3 separate regions of the Mus musculus genome follow, and all the other regions are linked to region 3. The links are chromatin contacts, called in public promoter capture Hi-C maps. All regions are on one chromosome and are shown on one strand. Each heading gives the region's core, a stretch centred on a gene start, on an enhancer-like site or on the middle of the called end of the contact. The rest is flanking DNA. Distances are from core to core; before and after follow the strand shown. Region 1 has its middle 21 kb from the start of Ptpn1. Region 2 holds the start of Rnf114 (ring finger protein 114). Region 3 holds the start of Tmem189 (transmembrane protein 189).

Region 1 (2,700 bases), core at 145-2,644, 250 kb before region 3:
TTAATATTCATATATGAAGACTTTTTTTTAAGTTACTTATTTGCTCTGTGTGTGTGTACCTGAGTGTATCGATGTACACCATGTGCATGCAGGCACTGGTGGAGGCCAGAAGAGGGTGCCAGATCTCTAGTTATCTGTAAAAGTAACATTTATTTATCTGATGCAATTATTGTCTGCTAATCTGACAACCTAGGCCTAGTCCTGGAAGCTTCTAGCCTCCATACAATCTAATCTAGGCCTAAAATGTTCTCAGCCCCTGTGACTTGCTGCTGAATAGGCACACCATTTCTAGCTCTTTCTGAGCTCTGGCTAGCTGGTTCAACTCAGCTGTCTGGCTCAAACTCCTCTCCAAACTGACTGATTCGCCCTGGCTTCTCTCAGCTTCTCCTGAATTACTTTGCTTGGCCTCAAACTAACTTTGGCAATATGTTCTAATCTTCTGGCTCCTTCTCATTCTCTGGCTCATTCTGTCTTCACCTGTGTCTAGCTTGTTCTCCCTGCAACCTGTCTCTGTAGAACTCTCCTGGTAAAACTGCCTCCTTCTCCCTCTCTGTACTGTCTGTCGCTTCCTTAAGTAGCCTCCCTTTCCTCTCTCTTCTCTAGAGATCTGGCATAGCCTATTCTGTCAAATCTTTCTATGGTTCATCACTTTGTTTGCCACTCAATTAGACATCACTTTGAAATATGGGTGCTTTCTCTGCAAACTAACTTTACCTTCCTTGTTGGGGATTAAAGGTGTGGACTAAGGGTATGTCTGTATTCAGCTGTATTTCAGCCAGAGGGATTAAAGGTGTGTGCTAAGGGTGAACCATACCACAACTAGAAACAGTTTTTTTTCCCCTTTCAGTAAATAACACAATCTTGAGGTTCGCAATGTGATTAAATATCTTGCAGTTGTTGGCTACACAGTGTGGATTTTGGGAAACAAACCCAAGTCTTCTGCAAGGGCTTTGAACATTAAGTCATCCATCCAGTCAAAAATTAAAAAAAATATATATATATGTTTTAAAATTATTATTTATGTGTACCTACCCACAGACCAGAGAGAAGTGCCAGATATCCTGAAGATCCAGTTATAGGCAGTTGTAAGTTTCCTGATGTAGATGCCGGGAACTGAAGCCAGGTTCTCTGTAAGAACAGTATACGGTCCTAACCACTGAGCAATCTCTCCAACCTTTAACAGAAACCATGTTTTTGTGTACTTCAGGTTGGTCTTAGATTCCCAATATAGATGAGGCTGGCCTTGAACTCTGGATCCTCTTTCTTCTCAATTCCTCATGCTGGGATTACAAGCAGGGGTCCCCACACCCAACATATGTGGTGCTGGGGCTGGAACCCAGAGCTTTGAGCATGCTAGGCAGGCATTGTACCTGCTGAGTCACTCCCTGGCCATGAGGATTTTGTCATACATCTCTACCACAGGCACGCCCCATTCCTCAGGACATTCAAACCCTATTTCAACAACTTCAAACTGGGCCAGCCTTGACCTTGACTCCATTAGGACAAACGGAACATAATGGGAATGGTGTCGGGTCAGTTCTGAACTCCTTCTCCCAACATAGGGCTCTCAGTCACCCCACCGTGGACTTCCAACATAGGTCATGATGACGTCATCTCTAATGACCATCTGCTTAAGACCAACCTCACAATCCCCAAATCTGAGAGTCCCTGAGCTGAGCACAGGTGCCGATGAATTGTTTTTCTTTGTAGAGATGGGCTCTTGTGTTACACAGGCCAGTCTAGCACCGGACTGACTGGACCCTCCTCTCAGCCTTCTGAGTGCTGGCACTGTAGACCCTCTGCTAAGCTGTGGTTTGGGTTTTTTGGTTTTTGTTTTTGTTTTTTGGGTTTTGTTTTGTTTTGTTTTGTCTTTGAGACAGGGTTTCTCTGTGTAGCCCTGGCTGTCCTGGAACTCACTCTGTACACCAGGCTGGTCTCGAACTCAGAGCTGCCTGCCTCTGCTTCCCAAGTGCTGGGATTAAAGTCGTGTGCCACCACGCCTGGCTAAGCTGTGGGTTTTAAGCCTCTCTATTAGTTTGATTTCTGCTGTTGTGATAAATGCCATAAGCAAAGACAATTTGGGGATGAAAGGGTTAATTTTGTCTTACACTTCCGGGTCACAGCCCATCATTGAGGGGCATCAGGGCAGAAACTCAAGCAGAAACCTGGAGCAGGAACCGTGCTTACTGGCTGGCTCACTGGCATATGCTCAGACCTTTTATTTTTTAAAAAAATCATGTGTATGAACGTTTTGCCTACACATATGTTTGTGCCCTGTATGTGTGTCTAGTACCTGAAGAATCTAAAAGATGGCATTAGATCCTCTGGAACTGGAGTTGTGGATGGCTATGAAAGTTGCCATGTATGTCCTGGGAGCCAAACATGTGTCCCATGGAAGAGCAGCAAGTGTCCTTAACAGCTGTGCCCTCTCTCCAGCCCCTCAGCTTTTATATAGCCTGACCTACCTGCCTAGGGATGGTGCCACCCACAGTGGGCTGGGACTTCCCACACCAATCATCCATCAAGACAATCTCTTACAGACATGGCCAGGAACCAAAATGATGGAGGTCACTCTTCAATTTGAGGCAGTGAAGTCTAGGTCAGAGGAGATGATAGGAGGAAGGAAGCAGGTTAGAGACTGGAGGATGCTGGGCTTAGCTTTTGAAGAGAAGGGTCCTGGTTACAGCTCTGTCCACCTAG
Region 2 (2,700 bases), core at 183-2,682, 160 kb after region 3:
TCAGGAGCGAACTGAAGTCATCAGGTTTGGTGACAAGAGCCTTCAGCTTCTGAGCTATCTCACTGGCCACTACTTACCAAACAACCTCCTGAGCTGTAAACCCGAGGGCCAAATTGCCTTCTTTTGGTTTTTGTTTGTTTGTTTTTCGAGACAGGCTTTCTCTGTATAGCCCTGGCTGTCCTGGAACTCACTTTGTAGATCAGGCTGGCCTCGAACTCAGAAATCCTCCTGCCTCTGCCTCCCGACCGAGTGCTGGGATTAAAGGCCTGCAACACCACGCCCGGTTCCAAATTGCCTTCTTAACTCTATCCCAAAACAGCAAACAGAGGGCATGCAGACACTCCAGTTAACTGACTGGGAGGGAGTCTGGGTTCGGCTCACGGTGCCGAACACCGGCTTTTATCATCGGACAGAGAGGACATGGTACTCTCTTCTTGGGTCCCTACATGTTGCTCCGTGTAATGAGAAAGCTAGCAGAGTCGAGAGAGAAGTGAGGGAGGTCATCAGGACGGGAGGCCTGAAGTAGTGGCGGCGGGCGATCGGTAACGGCTACCTGTACCTGAACCCAAGCTGGCAGGAGCCCAGTGTCCCTGCAGGCATCCCTCCCACAGTGCTGGGAAGGCCCCGCCTCGCTCCTGGGGACGGTCTGGCAGGCGACGCTGGCCCGAATGAGCGACCCTTGACACTTGCACTTTGATTCACCCGGAAAAAGGCTGGCACTCACAGGACAGCGGCGGGAATGCCTGTGCGCCCAAAAAAGGGTGCTGGAGTTGGGGGGGGTCAGGAAGCCCGATTCCTGGGTGAGCGGCAGTGGGCGGGGCCGCGGAGGGACGTGGTCGAGCATCCTCAGGCTCTTCGGCTACGGTGTGTTTGAAATGTGCAAGAATGGGATTCAAATCCCGCTAAGCGGTCACAGGAGCCAGGGAAAGCCCAGGCCGCCCTCGCTCAACTCCTGAAGCGGCTGCGGCAGCCTGGCCCGCGACACCGGGCTTCACTCACGCCGAGGGAGGCGGCCTCCGCGAGCGAGCACCCCACACCCGGTCCGCGGGTACGGCCGAGCGTCCCGGCACTTCCCTCTTGTTCCAGCCTAGCCCGGGGCCCACTGTCCATACTTAGCCCGGCGGCCTCCCGCGCACTTCGGAGGCGCCGGCGGCGGCCCGGTGAGTCGCGACGCCGAGGCTCGAGGGGGCCCGCTGTGCTCCCTCGTCAGACGCCGCCGGCCGCCCGCCGCCTGCGCACCGCGACCCCTACCCGGCAGGCGCCCGCCACTCACACGTGTCCGCAGGGCACCTGCACCGGCTTCTCGAATACTTCCAGGCACACGGGACACGTAAAGCGGCTGAGGGGGTCCGTCTCGGACGCCGGCTTCGCCGACTGCGCGGCTCCATCTCGGGACTCCGGCTGCGCCGCCGCCATCTTGCCGCTGAGGAGCGTCGCGCTGAGAGAGAAAGAGCCGCCGAGGGGGGCTGGGGGCGGGGCCGCCGTCGTTTGCGCACGCGCTAGGGGCTGAGATGGGCGGAGTCCACAACGCCCCCTCGCCCCCTGGAGCTTTTGAAAGCTGCCGCCCACCAGGTGTGTAGATGGCGTCCCGGGGAGAGCCTAGAGGACGCAGCCACACTGAGCCCACACCTCTCACCCACAGGAACTCAGACCGTGAATGTGTATTGTTATTACAGTTGACCTTAGCTAGCTCACCAACTTGCCCAGTTGAGCTTTGAACTTTCCATCCTCCTGCCTCAGCCTACCAAGTAATTGGCTGTATAGTCTGCACCACCAGGTGTGGCCAGATGATTTGATCTGATTTCTCAGCGTCTTTCCTAACCGGAAAGGAGGAGGCAGGACTTCCTGCCTGCACAGCTAACGGGGTACAAGTGTATCTCACAAACTCCCGTGGCTTGTTAGGTCGATACCACCTCCGTGAACCTTTCCAGTTTTCTAGACATATTTATTGCCCTTTTCCTATGGCTTGTACGTGGCCTGGAAAAATAAAATAGGACAGAGGCTTGGACTGAAGGAGGTATAGTATAACAGGAAGTCACTGGACTGTGCGCGATCAGCCAGTACCTTGAAGACCAAGAGTTCCAGCAGGTGTTGGGTACTGGCAGTGATTGAGTCCAAGATCAACAAGGAGTTGATTATCTGGAAAGCACTGCGTCCAGGGCTGGGGTGTGGCCACCAAGGAAGAGGTCTCCTCTAGCATGGCACACGGGCTCCTGGGTTCCATCCCTAGCAGTGTATATGTCATATTTGGTAGTCCACACTCAGAATCCCCAGCACTTGAGAAATAAAGGCAGGAGGATCAGAAGTTCAGAACTATCTCGGGCAATATAGTGAGTTTGAGGCTAGCCTGGGATACGGGGTGGTATACTCACCTGTAGAAGTCAAAATGTTTTGAGCTTTGAGGTCAGCCTGGATTGCAAAAGAGACCCTTTCTCAAAAACCAAAGCAACAAACAAAATAGGTGCTTCTAAAAAGGTGCACTTCAGGGGCTGGAGTGATGGCTCGGCAGTCAGGAGCACTGGCTGCTCTCACAGAGGTCCTGAGTTCAATTCCCAGCAACTACATGGTGGCTCACAACCGTCTGCAATGGGATTCGATGCCCTCTTCTGGTGTGGCTGAAAACAGGCACTTTGTGTGTGTGTGTGTGTGTGTGTTGGGGGATTCGAGACAGGGTTTCTCTGGGTTCCTGGCTGTCCTGGA
Region 3 (2,700 bases), core at 167-2,666:
TTGCACGGTTGAAGGAACAAGCCAACCAACGCCCAAGTGTTGCCCTTTGACCACACATGGACACTCAAGAACACACATGCACACAAAACAACAAAAAAACTACAGAAAGAGACTTCCCTGGTCATTTCCAGCAAATCTCAGAGACTCTGCATAGGGCCAAGCTGGTGCTCTGTGAATTGAATAACGGTGAGAGAGAGTTAGTTCTGACTACCCGTCTTGTCTGTCAATCAGGATGTCCTGGCCTCTGGGATCTCCAGCCCTAATCTGCAACCCTAGCCTTCTTGCTAACAGGCGCAGTTTGGGAGGGTCTGAGACCCAGCACCTGCCACAGCAAGTTCAGCAGAACCCCTGACACCCCAAATCTAATCGCGCAGTTAATACAAGTGCCAGGCTGTCACCTTCATCGGAACAGGAAGGACTTGGGCTACAGCCTGACGCGGCCATCCGAGTGGCTCTTCCTTTGAGTAGACGTAAGGAGACAGAGAAGGAGCTTGGAACGGACAGAGACCACCCAGGAAAGGAGCACTGAGGGAAGAGGAGATAGCCTGGGGAGGCTGGCAGCTGAGAAATATGAAGCTTAAATCTTAGAGAAGAACGAAGATGGAGCCTTGGAAAAATTCTTCAGATCTTAAGTTCCCTCTGCGGGCCCCAGGCACCTCTCAGTCTTGCAGCCCCAGGGTGGACGCTGTTTATCATCCCTTAAGGACTTTACATAAGCCTTTAGCTCTCTTAATGCTAATGCCTTAAAGACAGAAGCACGTTCTCTGACCCGGAATTCATTCAACCTCTCCTAAAATCTGTCAGCTGTTGGCCCAGGCAGAGTCCCTGCCCTCAGGGGCTCCTTTCCTGATAGAGAGACAGTTACTCCTGACAAGCTCTGAGTAGCGTGAGGGTGATGTCACAGTGACCAGAGGAGGGGGCACCCCAGCAGGTGGTCACGAGCGGCCTCTCAGAAGGCAATATTACTTCTTATGTTCCGTGATTGAGTCTTGCAATGTAGCTCAGGCTGGCCTCGAACGCGAGACACTCCTGGGTAGTGAAATGAAACCTAGCGCGTGCAGCCGATGTGCTGCCCCGTCCAGCAGCTTCCTAGCGAATGCACGATCTGCAGTAGCCATGCACTCCGTAGGCGCTTCGCAGCGCGTACTCCCTGCCTCCAGCGCGGTACGCGAGTTCGCGGGGCGCAGCGGGGACGCGCACATCCACCCTGCCTTCCGCGTCCAGCTGCGTCCAGCTGCGACCCCGCCCCCCGGCGCCGCGGTTGGCTGAGGCCCGAAGGCCTGCGATTGGCCGGGCGCGGCGCGGGCGCGGGCTCCGATTGGCTGTGACGCGGGGCCCCGCCGACGCCCCGCCCCGGCCGCCGCGCCCCGCGCCGGCCGGTCATTGGGCGGCGTGATATCGCCGCGGTTCCGCGGCCGCCGCCGCTGCAGGCAGAGCGCAGCGGGCGGGCCGGGCGACGGGCCATGGCGGGCGCCGAGGACGCGCCGGGCCGGCAGCCGGAGCTGGACGAGGACGAGACGGCGGAGGGCCGGCGCTGGGGCGCACAGCACGCGGGAGCCCGTGAGCTGGCGGCGCTTTACTCGCCAGGTAGGACGGATGGAGGGCCTGCGATCTGATGGGTGCTCGGCGCCGGGCCCGCCCCGACCGAACCCCAGGCGGTCCGAACACCTGGACCCTAACCCATCTGAGCCCTCTGGATCCGAACCTTAGCCCATTCGAAGTCCCCGGATTCGAACCCTAACCCATCCTGAGTCCACGGATTAGAACCCCAACCTATTCGAACCTCACTTCGACCCAACCCGTCCGAACCCCCACGAATCCAAACCCCAGCCCATCCGAAATGCCGAGATCTGAACTCTACCCAGATCCGAACTCCAGCAGCCCATTTGGACGCCCTTGGATCCGAACCGCACTCCATCCGAACCCTAGCCCCATCCTAACCCTGCCCCCAATCTAATCCCAGCTTCCACCCAAAGCGGAACTCCAGGGCTTCCAACTTTGCAAAGAGCACCCCTAGATCTTGGGACCCTAACTAAACCCCTTCCTACTCCGAGCCGTGAGGCTTTGGGGTTGCAGAGATTTAGGAACAGCCCCAATGCACCTGCGCATCCAGAGTCCTAGCCCCAGGGCACCTTGGGCAGTTTAGGAACCCCACCCTGGCCTGCCTTGTCTTCCTAAATCCCAGTCCAAGGCTTCCGGTTCTCAGGCAGCGCGAAGCCTTAGACATCTCAGTCGCAGGCACTGCCCTTAGCCACCTAAACTCACACGCAGTCCTAGGACCCCCACGTTACGAGTCTACACTCTGTGCGTTTTTTCCAAGACCGTGGGTTGCAAACTAACCCCCCTTCTGGGACTAACAGTTCTCTAGCCTCTAGGGCCCCGATTTGGATTTCAGCTGCAAAATATCCCAGGCGCTCTTCCCATAAGCTCCATCATGGTCCCTGCTTCAGTAGCTGCAGTGAACTTATCCCCTCCCCCTCCCATTGGGACCGGCAGCCCTCACCTCTTACTGGTAGATTCTCGGCAGCGATTCAGACCCTATTGAGTCTGGCTCTGTCCTCTCCCACACCCACACACTAGCTGCCCATTAGGACTTTGTGGGATACACTTATCACCACCCGGAGCCCCTTTCCCTGGCTCCACCCCTTCCCCCAAAGCCAGGTCCCCTCTCTGGTTTCTTTGCTTCTTGACATGCTCTTA

The links. Promoter capture Hi-C pulls out the DNA fragments that hold promoters and counts their contacts. Capture Hi-C pulls out chosen DNA fragments and counts their contacts.
Region 1: a promoter capture Hi-C map of neutrophils shows a contact between it and region 3. The contact joins the enhancer-like site here to the promoter of Tmem189 in region 3. A contact is called at or near these places in 13 of 39 promoter capture datasets (the 3T3-L1 cell line, the C10 cell line, cranial neural crest and 8 more), 6 of 484 Hi-C or Micro-C datasets (Sertoli cells, bone marrow-derived macrophages, centroblasts and 3 more), 38 of 115 datasets of contacts at active chromatin or transcription factors (the 230-238 cell line, CD4 T cells, the HPC-7 cell line and 29 more) and 4 of 9 other capture datasets (adipose tissue, embryonic stem cells, liver and 1 more).
Region 2: a promoter capture Hi-C map of pancreatic islet shows a contact between it and region 3. The contact joins the promoter of Rnf114 here to the promoter of Tmem189 in region 3. A contact is called at or near these places in 11 of 39 promoter capture datasets (the 3T3-L1 cell line, 3T3-L1-derived adipocytes, cranial neural crest and 7 more), 1 of 15 datasets of contacts at CTCF or cohesin (CD8 T cells), 11 of 484 Hi-C or Micro-C datasets (the 4T1 cell line, the AML12 cell line, CD4 T cells and 6 more), 19 of 115 datasets of contacts at active chromatin or transcription factors (the 230-238 cell line, CD4 T cells, the SCID.adh cell line and 11 more) and 3 of 9 other capture datasets (adipose tissue, liver and pancreatic islet).

Annotation. Positions count from the first base shown.
Region 1 is chr2:167,910,430-167,913,129 of GRCm38.p6, reverse strand. No RefSeq gene overlaps it. Among named protein-coding and RNA genes, the nearest start is that of Ptpn1, 21 kb to the left of the region's middle. Within about 2 kb of position 1,394, at least 45 of the 459 cell types and tissues checked have an H3K27ac peak or open chromatin away from gene starts, as enhancers often do. A contact at or near this core is called in the 230-238 cell line, acute myeloid leukemia, bone marrow-derived dendritic cells and 5 more, where this site is marked.
Region 2 is chr2:167,502,175-167,504,874 of GRCm38.p6, reverse strand. Rnf114 (ring finger protein 114) reads right to left here and starts at 1,432. Exons shown (of 6, transcript NM_001360930.1): 1 at 1,274-1,432. The coding sequence starts at 1,416.
Region 3 is chr2:167,660,260-167,662,959 of GRCm38.p6, reverse strand. Tmem189 (transmembrane protein 189) reads left to right here and starts at 1,416. Exons shown (of 6, transcript NM_145538.2): 1 at 1,416-1,587. The coding sequence starts at 1,464.